2 separate regions of the Drosophila melanogaster genome follow, and region 2 is linked to region 1. A link is a contact called in public Hi-C data. All regions are on one chromosome and are shown on one strand. The core of a region is the stretch at or near the end of the contact, and the rest is flanking DNA. Distances in the headings are between cores, read along the strand shown.

Region 1 (3,979 bases), core at 954-3,453:
GGCTAAAGGATACATTTGGGCCAGTTGGACAAAGGCAAAGCCCTCGGCCAATTTGTGCCATGTGTGTGCGACGTGTCCCTTTCGCCGCTCGAGTGGCACAAATGAAAGGGGCCAAAGCAGACGGCAAAAAAACCAGATATCGAGATACACCGTTCCAGAACTGACCGAACTGACCGCCGGCCAATGACCGGACTCTAAAAGGGCCTGAATTCCAGCTCGAGTAGCTCATTTGCATTTTCCGGAGCGAAGGCAGAGAAAGTGTTTTCAAATTGTCCCCGTATGTCCTGTATTTTGGTCTTTGTGAGTTTTTTTTTTTAATTTCAGTTTGCCAGTTGGTTTGCTGGTTTTTCTAATTAACGAAAGAATTTTACCATTTCGTAAGTTTCATTCTCTTTGGGTGTTATTTATCGTTTTTGATACCGCCCGACCTTTTGACCTCATCGCTATTCGCGGGGGTTGGACGAGTATCGTCCATTGGTGGATGAATTATGCCCAAACAGCGATAGTCATCTAATTAAATGAGTTATGGTGCCGGCATAGTGCCGAGTATCTGGCTTTCGGATAAGCGTTTGCCGCCTAATCCCGCCCGTGGCCAAAACCCAAAGCCCAAATCGGCCCCACAGATAGTGAAATAGTCCGACTTGGGCTCAGGGGATTTACGAGCATGCATTTTGCATAGTTTGAAATGGCTCCAGGCACAACTTGGACACAATTCATTTTCCGGGCCACAAATCTCTCGTTTTGCATTTGGCGGCCATTAATCATGACTAAAAGGGGAGTAGGTTTGGGGGAAATGCTGTTTAAAAATTTAATTCTTTGCAATCGTAGTGGAAAAAATCTCAAAATTTAGAAAAACTGTGATAAATTCACTTACAAAATGTGCGGTAGGTTTTATATTATATAGAATATTATAGCATATATGGTTAGTGCATGCGATAAAATGTACCCACTGTACTTTGAGTTTGACCCGATAAATGCAAAGGCTTCTCCTGGACGGCGAGAAACGTCCAGATTTGGGTTGCCGTTGAACGGCATCCGGATTTATGCACATTTTATTGACCAGCTCAGAGGGAAAAAGCGGACCAGAGTTGAGAGCTGTTTGCTGGGCCAACAGCATGTCCAAAAGTGTTTTATGGCCGTTGTGGGCGCTCGAGTGGCCATTTTGGGTCGATCCGGGAATATGGGTATATACCCGGGCACCCACATGCACTCTGGACTTGTCCGACAAGCACTTCTTCCCGAGGAGATGGGCAGATGAGGAGTTGAGCAGACAGGGGCCCTGAATGCAGATGAGCGTGGCTCTGATGAGTGTTGTACTAAATACTAAACACCCGCCAGAATTCAGTTTTGCACCACAGTTAGCACTGATTTATGGGAGTCGAATAGGGTTTTAAGTGGGCTTTAAGCTAAGCTAGCAATTGGAATTAGTTTAAGTAGCCGGCGGCAAGTCAACGACCTGCGACAGTGCAGTTCAAAGTCAAAAAGTCAATTATACGGATACCTAAAAATACAACAGCGGGTGGAGTGAAAATCTCGTTAAAAGCCAATAACAGACGCCATTAAATGTGCATGAAAATTAAATGAAAACGGCTTGATGATGAGGTTGCCTGCGGGAGGAGGAACTCGTAGCAGCCACGCGACCACTTGAACTTGGGCGGGAATATCAGTATTTGTGTGCAGTAATTCGAACTGACCTCGTCGAGCATTCAGATCCAATTGGAGGGCAAGTTCAATGGCATTGGGGATTCCAGGGGGAGTGGGGATCGAGGGCCGCAGCGAGATAAGGGAACTTCGATAAGTTTAATTTATTCGACCCCACTGCCATCTGTTGCGATATAACCAACACTTATTTAATCAACGCGATAGGAATAGGCTCGTGCTGTAATTATAGATCGGATTAAAAACCATCGAACATGGAGGCTCAATTCAAAATGAGGTAAATGAAAAGCGAAAAAGGGTATTTTCATTTTATACGGGACCTAATTGATGTACTCAAAAACATTATTGGAAAATTAAAAAGCCTGCATGAATTTCTTTTAATACAGCTTGCATAATTAATAATGCAAGTATATATCAACTTATGAGTGCGGGAATGTGTTAGTTAATTTCTAAAGAGTGCTGAGACTTAAAAGTCAAACCAAACTTTTATATTTGAATCGATCATCTCAAAAATATTCATTTCTGTATTAAAAATTCAACAGGGAAGTCATCTTAATAACAGTCGCAAGCTAAAAAAAAATAGTTAATATCTACACTTAAAATAATGAATCGCATTCTCGAGAAGGTGATTCACCAGAATGGAACAATCGTGGATCGCATTCTATCGGAACATACTATTGGGTATGTGGTGTCCGATAACACAGCCAATGCGGTGGCCGAAACATCCTTCGATAACACAAGTGCCCAGGCGATCCTGAAGCACTTACATGGACTCCTGGTGAGCACCTGCCAAAGCGTAGTCCGGGACATTGACCCGTCCAACAAACTCTGCTTCATGCGCCTGGGCACTCGCAAGTTCGAGTATCTGGTGGCCCCAGAGGAGTACTTCACCATTACAGTGGTTCAATGAAATGACAATACTGACTAATGCTACAAACGATTCATGCGAGTTGAACGATTCCGGAAGAAATACAAAGTTATTGCTGCAAAACCTAAAATTAAACTAGAAATTTTAGAAACAATTTCCTACAACTGGGTCAAGTTTTTAGGAAATTGGTTCCTAAAATCTGTAAAATGTAATGTTACGAAGACAGCAGAAAAATATCAAACAAAAATATAAGATGATATTAGCGAATTAACATTAAATTGTTTTTTTTTTTTATTAAAATTGGGGCCTAAACAGGCTGGAAAGAAACTTCGCCTAAAATTAATATTAATATACAGACAAATAGGATTTGAAAGTAAAATGTCGATCAACACTAAAACATTCAAAATGGGGTGGCCAAGATCTTGAACCCTTTCAAATGCAAAGCAAACACAGGAAGAATTCTTAAATCAACAGGGCTGCTCGAAAATCCTTTATAATGCCCAAGCGACTTTCCGATCCTGATTATTTATGATATGGCTTCATCGGGCCTGGAATCTATCTGTGAGAATGCGGCATCTAATGCGATAATTCAAGAGATTTACTTCTGTCAACATGACCATTTTGTCCGCTGGATTGGGTTTTCAGGGTGGAATTGTATGGCCTTTGACCTTTTTCCTTTTGCTTCGACCATCTTGCTGCCACAATGGAGGCTGCCTGCTATTTTAATTTAAAATGGCAGGACTCGTAACTCATTTTTACGACGCACCCTCCGGGCAGATGAATGTGTGTGCGAGTGTATCTATATCTTGTCCTATTTTTACGGATCCCTTGCAGGGGTTGCAACAATAACTTATCTGCCCTTTTTTACCCGGCTTTCAACCCGAGTTCATAATCACCACGAGACGCTCCTGGGGTGCTTTGTGCCCCGGCAGCTATCTTTAAGCAGTTTCCATTGTCTGGCGTCGTTTTGTGGTGCTGGGTAAATATGAAATTGTACAAATTTGTACTGAAACTTGATTCAACTATGTCTCGGGGCACAATGGACCAACATCGATGGTGGCAAGGTTGAGCGATGCTTTCCCCCCAGAACTGCGCACTTCATTTGAGGCAGCGTGAAATGAAATTACTCCACGGTCTATTCCCGGTGACGACTTTATTCGTGCGAAATTATCAATGCCCGGGCCAATTTGAAACACTTTGAATTAAATTCGAATAAAACGTTTTCCAAGCCATCGTGAAGAGGATGTCCACGGCCAACTGCTCATACATCACATTTTATGAAGTCGTCAAGCGGCTACCGTTCCCATATCATGGTGTTCACCGTACGGGTGTGCCAACACGCTCTATGAATTCAATTAAGTTGTGCCGCACACCTGAAAGTGAAGTTGCAACACGGCAAAAGCATCGAGTGTGTTGAATACTCAAGCGCAACATCTGCCAATTACTGTTGAA
Region 2 (4,427 bases), core at 977-3,476, 140 kb before region 1:
CAACTAATGCTGATCTGCCCAGCGTAAATCGGTTAAGTTTACGGTTAAGAACCTCTTCGGTCTATTTAACTTACTTTACAATTTTTCAGAGTGACTCTAGCGATTACACAACTAAAAATATGTTATAGCATGTTGCTACCTAATGAAAATTCGTGCTAACATTATCTAATAACTTTAGTACAAGCTAAACAGCTTGAACGGTACCAAATGTTCCATTTTTTGTTGCTCTTAAGTATCTTATCAGCCTTTTTTTCAAAAAACATAAAAAAATAACAAATAAAGCTGTCTATGATATGTCTTTTACGACGTTATATTATTTGAACAAATTGTAGCTTGCCAGGGTGAACAAAAAAGAAACAAATTATAAGAAAGAGCATAAATTAAAATGGGTGACCTCAACATAAAATTATGCCGACATAATCGAATTGTTTCCATTGATAAGACTAAAATGTCTGAGTTTCGAATATTAAATCAGTGATTAGTAATATGAGCACTCATTCTAATGCACCCAGTAATTGAAACGATAAGAGAAATATATTCTTTGGCAGCGAGCAAAATATTTTCCCTCGCATTGACTTTATTAAGTTTCAAAAGTATTTGCATTAGTTTAATCTAGCTAAGCAGCAAGGAAAAGCTCAGTGGAGGGAAAATTATGACGGACTGATTGGCTGACAGACGTCGCCTGATGAAAGTTGACATTTTTCTGAGCTGCAGCTTATCGGGAGTATAAAAGCAAGTGATCCAGCAACTGGGAAATCCACGAGCTGCATTTTGCCCTCCCCAATACACCGACTACGCTAAGAAGTTTCCTTGCCATAACCCCAAAGATGATGAAGTCGATGACTGGGTCGCCATGATGTGATGTGGCCACCGCGTTGCATTCAACTCCTTTCAGACAGCCAGAGAAACACACACTCAGATACAGATACTCGCGGGCAGACACAGATAAGTTCAAATATTCAAAGGCCACATGTGCGCATCACTCCCATTGCCATATGGTGTGGATTCTAGGGAGAACTTTCGGTGTGGCGTCATGTACCAGAATTTTCTTTGGCGGTGGAAAAGCGAGCAATTTCCCATGGGTCGTGGCAACGCGAAATCCCGCACATGCGCACAGTGGGCACTTTACAGTGGGCAAATGGGTGGTTGGAATGTGAACGGGCTGCAGGTCGAACGGGGGAAATGAAACTGGTTTTGGGTTCAGGCCACACGCGATGGTTGATAAAGGCTGAATTAGCAATCCACTAAACTAGGATGTTTGGCAATATGCGAAACGACTCTGTAAGGAGTAGGAACATTTGCTACTTCTATCCAATGTGTTGCCAAACGAAAGAGAATTCTTTTTATCAAAGAAATCAAAAGAAAACATTAAAAAATTTTTAAAGTTAACTCATATATTTTTAAATAGTCATTTATATTGCAACAAATAAGTATATAATTTTATATAATATACTGCATAATATATATAATATATACTTACATCTGCATTATTTTGGTTTGAAAAGCCTTTCTCTCTGTGTGAATCTGAGTGATAAAGATAAGATCACATTTTAGATTTAATTCTTAGATCGTCTTAATTAATATGTCAGCCATAAATTCAAACTAAAAATGGCTGCCAGTATCAGCGGCTACTGTAGAACTCACTTCACTCAAGAAAATTAGTTTAACGAGTTTTTAAATTGTCTATATGTTAATTAATTAAGAAACTAATGCTCTCGCGAATATGTGAGTGCTGCATGCGAGAAAGTCACTCGTTTTTCCAGTAATAAGGAGTATAAAATATATTAACTTACTGCCGAAACCCGTTCCTTCCCTCTGGTGCGAAGATAGGGAATTATTTAGCCAAAGCCGAGCCGCTTACCGTAAATTGCAATTTATGCCCAGCGGCAGGCCAAGTTGCATCAGTTAACCAGTTTGACGAGTTGGAGGCGGGTGAGACAGCCCCAAAACGGAGGCTCCATTTCGATTCGAATGAAGCAATCGCAATTGATAATTGTTCGACCTTATCGCTGCATATCTGCATCTGTTATTTTCGGGTTCGTTGATCCATTCGAATGGCCGCCATGCGCCGCCATCAAGTGCCCGGGATTCGCATTCGGTTTCCATAATTTTTACGACTCTGGACACTCCCATCCACTCCCGAGATGGTCAACTGGGGAACTGTTATAATGCAATGCATCGCATTGCAAGACGGCGCGGATTCAATTGTCATAACAGACAGCCTGTTTAGAGACTCCGGCCAGCTGAGGCAGATTGCTTTACGATGGCAAATATTTGTGCTGCCTGTCGGCATGTGGCATCCAGTGCACATACATACATACATACATATCTGCAGATACGGATCACAGACCCATATGCCCATCCCAACCCGTTCGATATAGTGCGTAGTGTAGCAACAACAGCAAAAAGTAGAGAACGCTGAAAATTGCAATTTATATGGCTGCCATAAACAGGGGCTGCTGCAGCACTTTCACTTTTCCCGGAATATTAGGGACGCTTCACATTTTGACCAAAAAAGTGTCTCTGTTTTTTTTTTTGGTAATTGCATTCAGAGCGTAGCACTCTCAGGTCCCAGGAGGTACCTTTGAGTCCCGTAGTCGTAAAACCCCTTTCCATTCCCTTCCGCGACTTCGACCACTGGGCACAGCCGGAGATAGCCTCCGACGTTCCATTTCCGCAGCAGGCGGCAGGATATTATTAGGCAGAAGGGGTTATGGATTTTACAGATTTCTGGAATGGTTAGAAAATATTAAAGGTTTATTTTACATTTCTGCAAAAGGACCAACGGTATATAAATATAAATTTATAAATTTAAACTGGAAAGGAACTATTAATGGAACTTCTGTGAAGTAAACATTATTTATAGCCTCTGTTTTAATTTACATTGTATATTGAGCTTACATTTTGATAGCTTAAGTGGATGTTTCAAGGAATTTATATATACGTATACATTTATTAGGTACATGACCTGATTGAAACTGTTGTTTTCCATGTTCGAAATAGTTCCCTGGCATTTCAGATGACACCTCCCTTTTAAAATTTTCAACTTTCTCCGGAGATTTGTTTCAGCGTGACCCTTGTTACGATAACAACGAGGCTACATAAATAAATCGAAACCGGAGTGAATTTAACAAATCAACACAAGGAGGTCGGGGAAATACATATACTATGGAACATTTTTCTTTTTCTCCATTTGCCGCGCGCAGCCAATCTTCGGAAAACAAAAAATATTAATGAACCAAAGTTTCTCTTTTATGGAATTTCGATACTGACAGACACTCGATGGAGGGAAAAACTAAAGGGAAAAGTCCATTACTCTGGCCTGGACATGTTTGTCATTTACAAGTTGCGCGGCCAATTACTTTGAGGACCTGGTGGCAGCCACTCTCCGGGAAAATGGCTACGTCTCCGGCGGCTCATTATGAAAATGAAAGCGATTTCGCCCGCAGAAAAGGAAGACATGTATTTCGCCAGAATTTATGCACACGAGCATATTCCATTGGGGAATTCGAGGTCGGTCGATTGCCGTCTGTTTGTCTATCAAACAAGGAAACTAAAAAGTTTTTCCCAAAAAGCACACAGAATGGCATGAGTAAAGCAAAAAAAAAAAAGAAAAGCAAATTGATGAGAACGGGGGCAGATGGCTGATGGCAAAAACAAACAAATACCATCGACACTCGACTCGATGGTCCCCGATGGGCGTAAAATGGCGAACAGTGGGAGGGGGCGTGGCAAAGGGCGCACGACCTATATGAGCATAAAAGCATATACCATGTATATGTTGGCATAATCGAATGAACGGAGGGCAATGGAGCGCACGAAAGACCCACAACTGGACCCCGTGGAATATGAATGCATCTCGAGCATCTCCCTATAAATATCCCTCGATGGAACTGGGTCCTGCGTGAGTGGCAAGTGGCAGTCCAATCCCCGGGAAGCAACTATATATTTATTGTATTCCTGTTTTCCGCAAACACGAAAGCGCACTCTGGGATGGCAGGCAGGGGTTAATGGGTTGGGGTTCGGTGGGCCGTTGTGCTGAAATGAATTGAAATAAAATGATAAGCGTGAAATAATAATGAGGAGCGTGTTCCGGCATAAATCGCAACGTCCTTTTCGGCAACTGGCAAATGGGTTGGAGTACTTGGGTCCTGGCCGGCCATTTGTGTTGTGTAATCCATGTAATCGGCTGTGAAAAGTGTTTTACATATGAGTCCACTTGCACAAGTCGGGAAATGGAGCGTAGGCGATAGGAAAACTCACACATGAGCAGAGGCTTATTGCCATGAAGTAACCCCTTTTCCTAGCAACTCCATCGATCGTTCTTTAAAATATTAATAACATCCACAACTCTTCAACTTAGTTTCACGTGGCTTAAAATTAAATAAAGTTGCTGATGCTTTGATGTTTCCGAAAATACATTTTAT

Evidence for each region. A called contact is a pair of places that touch in the nucleus more often than the background predicts.
Region 2: a Hi-C map of the Kc167 cell line shows a contact between it and region 1, with 2.6 times the contacts expected there. A contact is called at or near these places in 6 of 107 Hi-C or Micro-C datasets (the Clone 8 cell line, the Kc167 cell line, embryo and 2 more).

Annotation. Positions count from the first base shown.
Region 1 is chr3R:16,749,558-16,753,536 of dm6, reverse strand. It overlaps CG31275, which reads left to right and starts at 2,203. Exons shown (of 1, transcript NM_169732.2): 1 at 2,203-2,796. The coding sequence starts at 2,264. The coding sequence ends at 2,569. The region is part of intron 2 of lncRNA:bxd (bithoraxoid); the gene reads left to right.
Region 2 is chr3R:16,890,209-16,894,635 of dm6, reverse strand. It overlaps lncRNA:CR43617 (long non-coding RNA:CR43617), which reads right to left and starts at 2,226. Exons shown (of 2, transcript NR_048422.1): 1 at 1,481-2,226. The region is part of intron 1 of MSAmiP (MSA micropeptide); the gene reads left to right. The region is part of intron 2 of lncRNA:iab8 (long non-coding RNA:iab8); the gene reads left to right.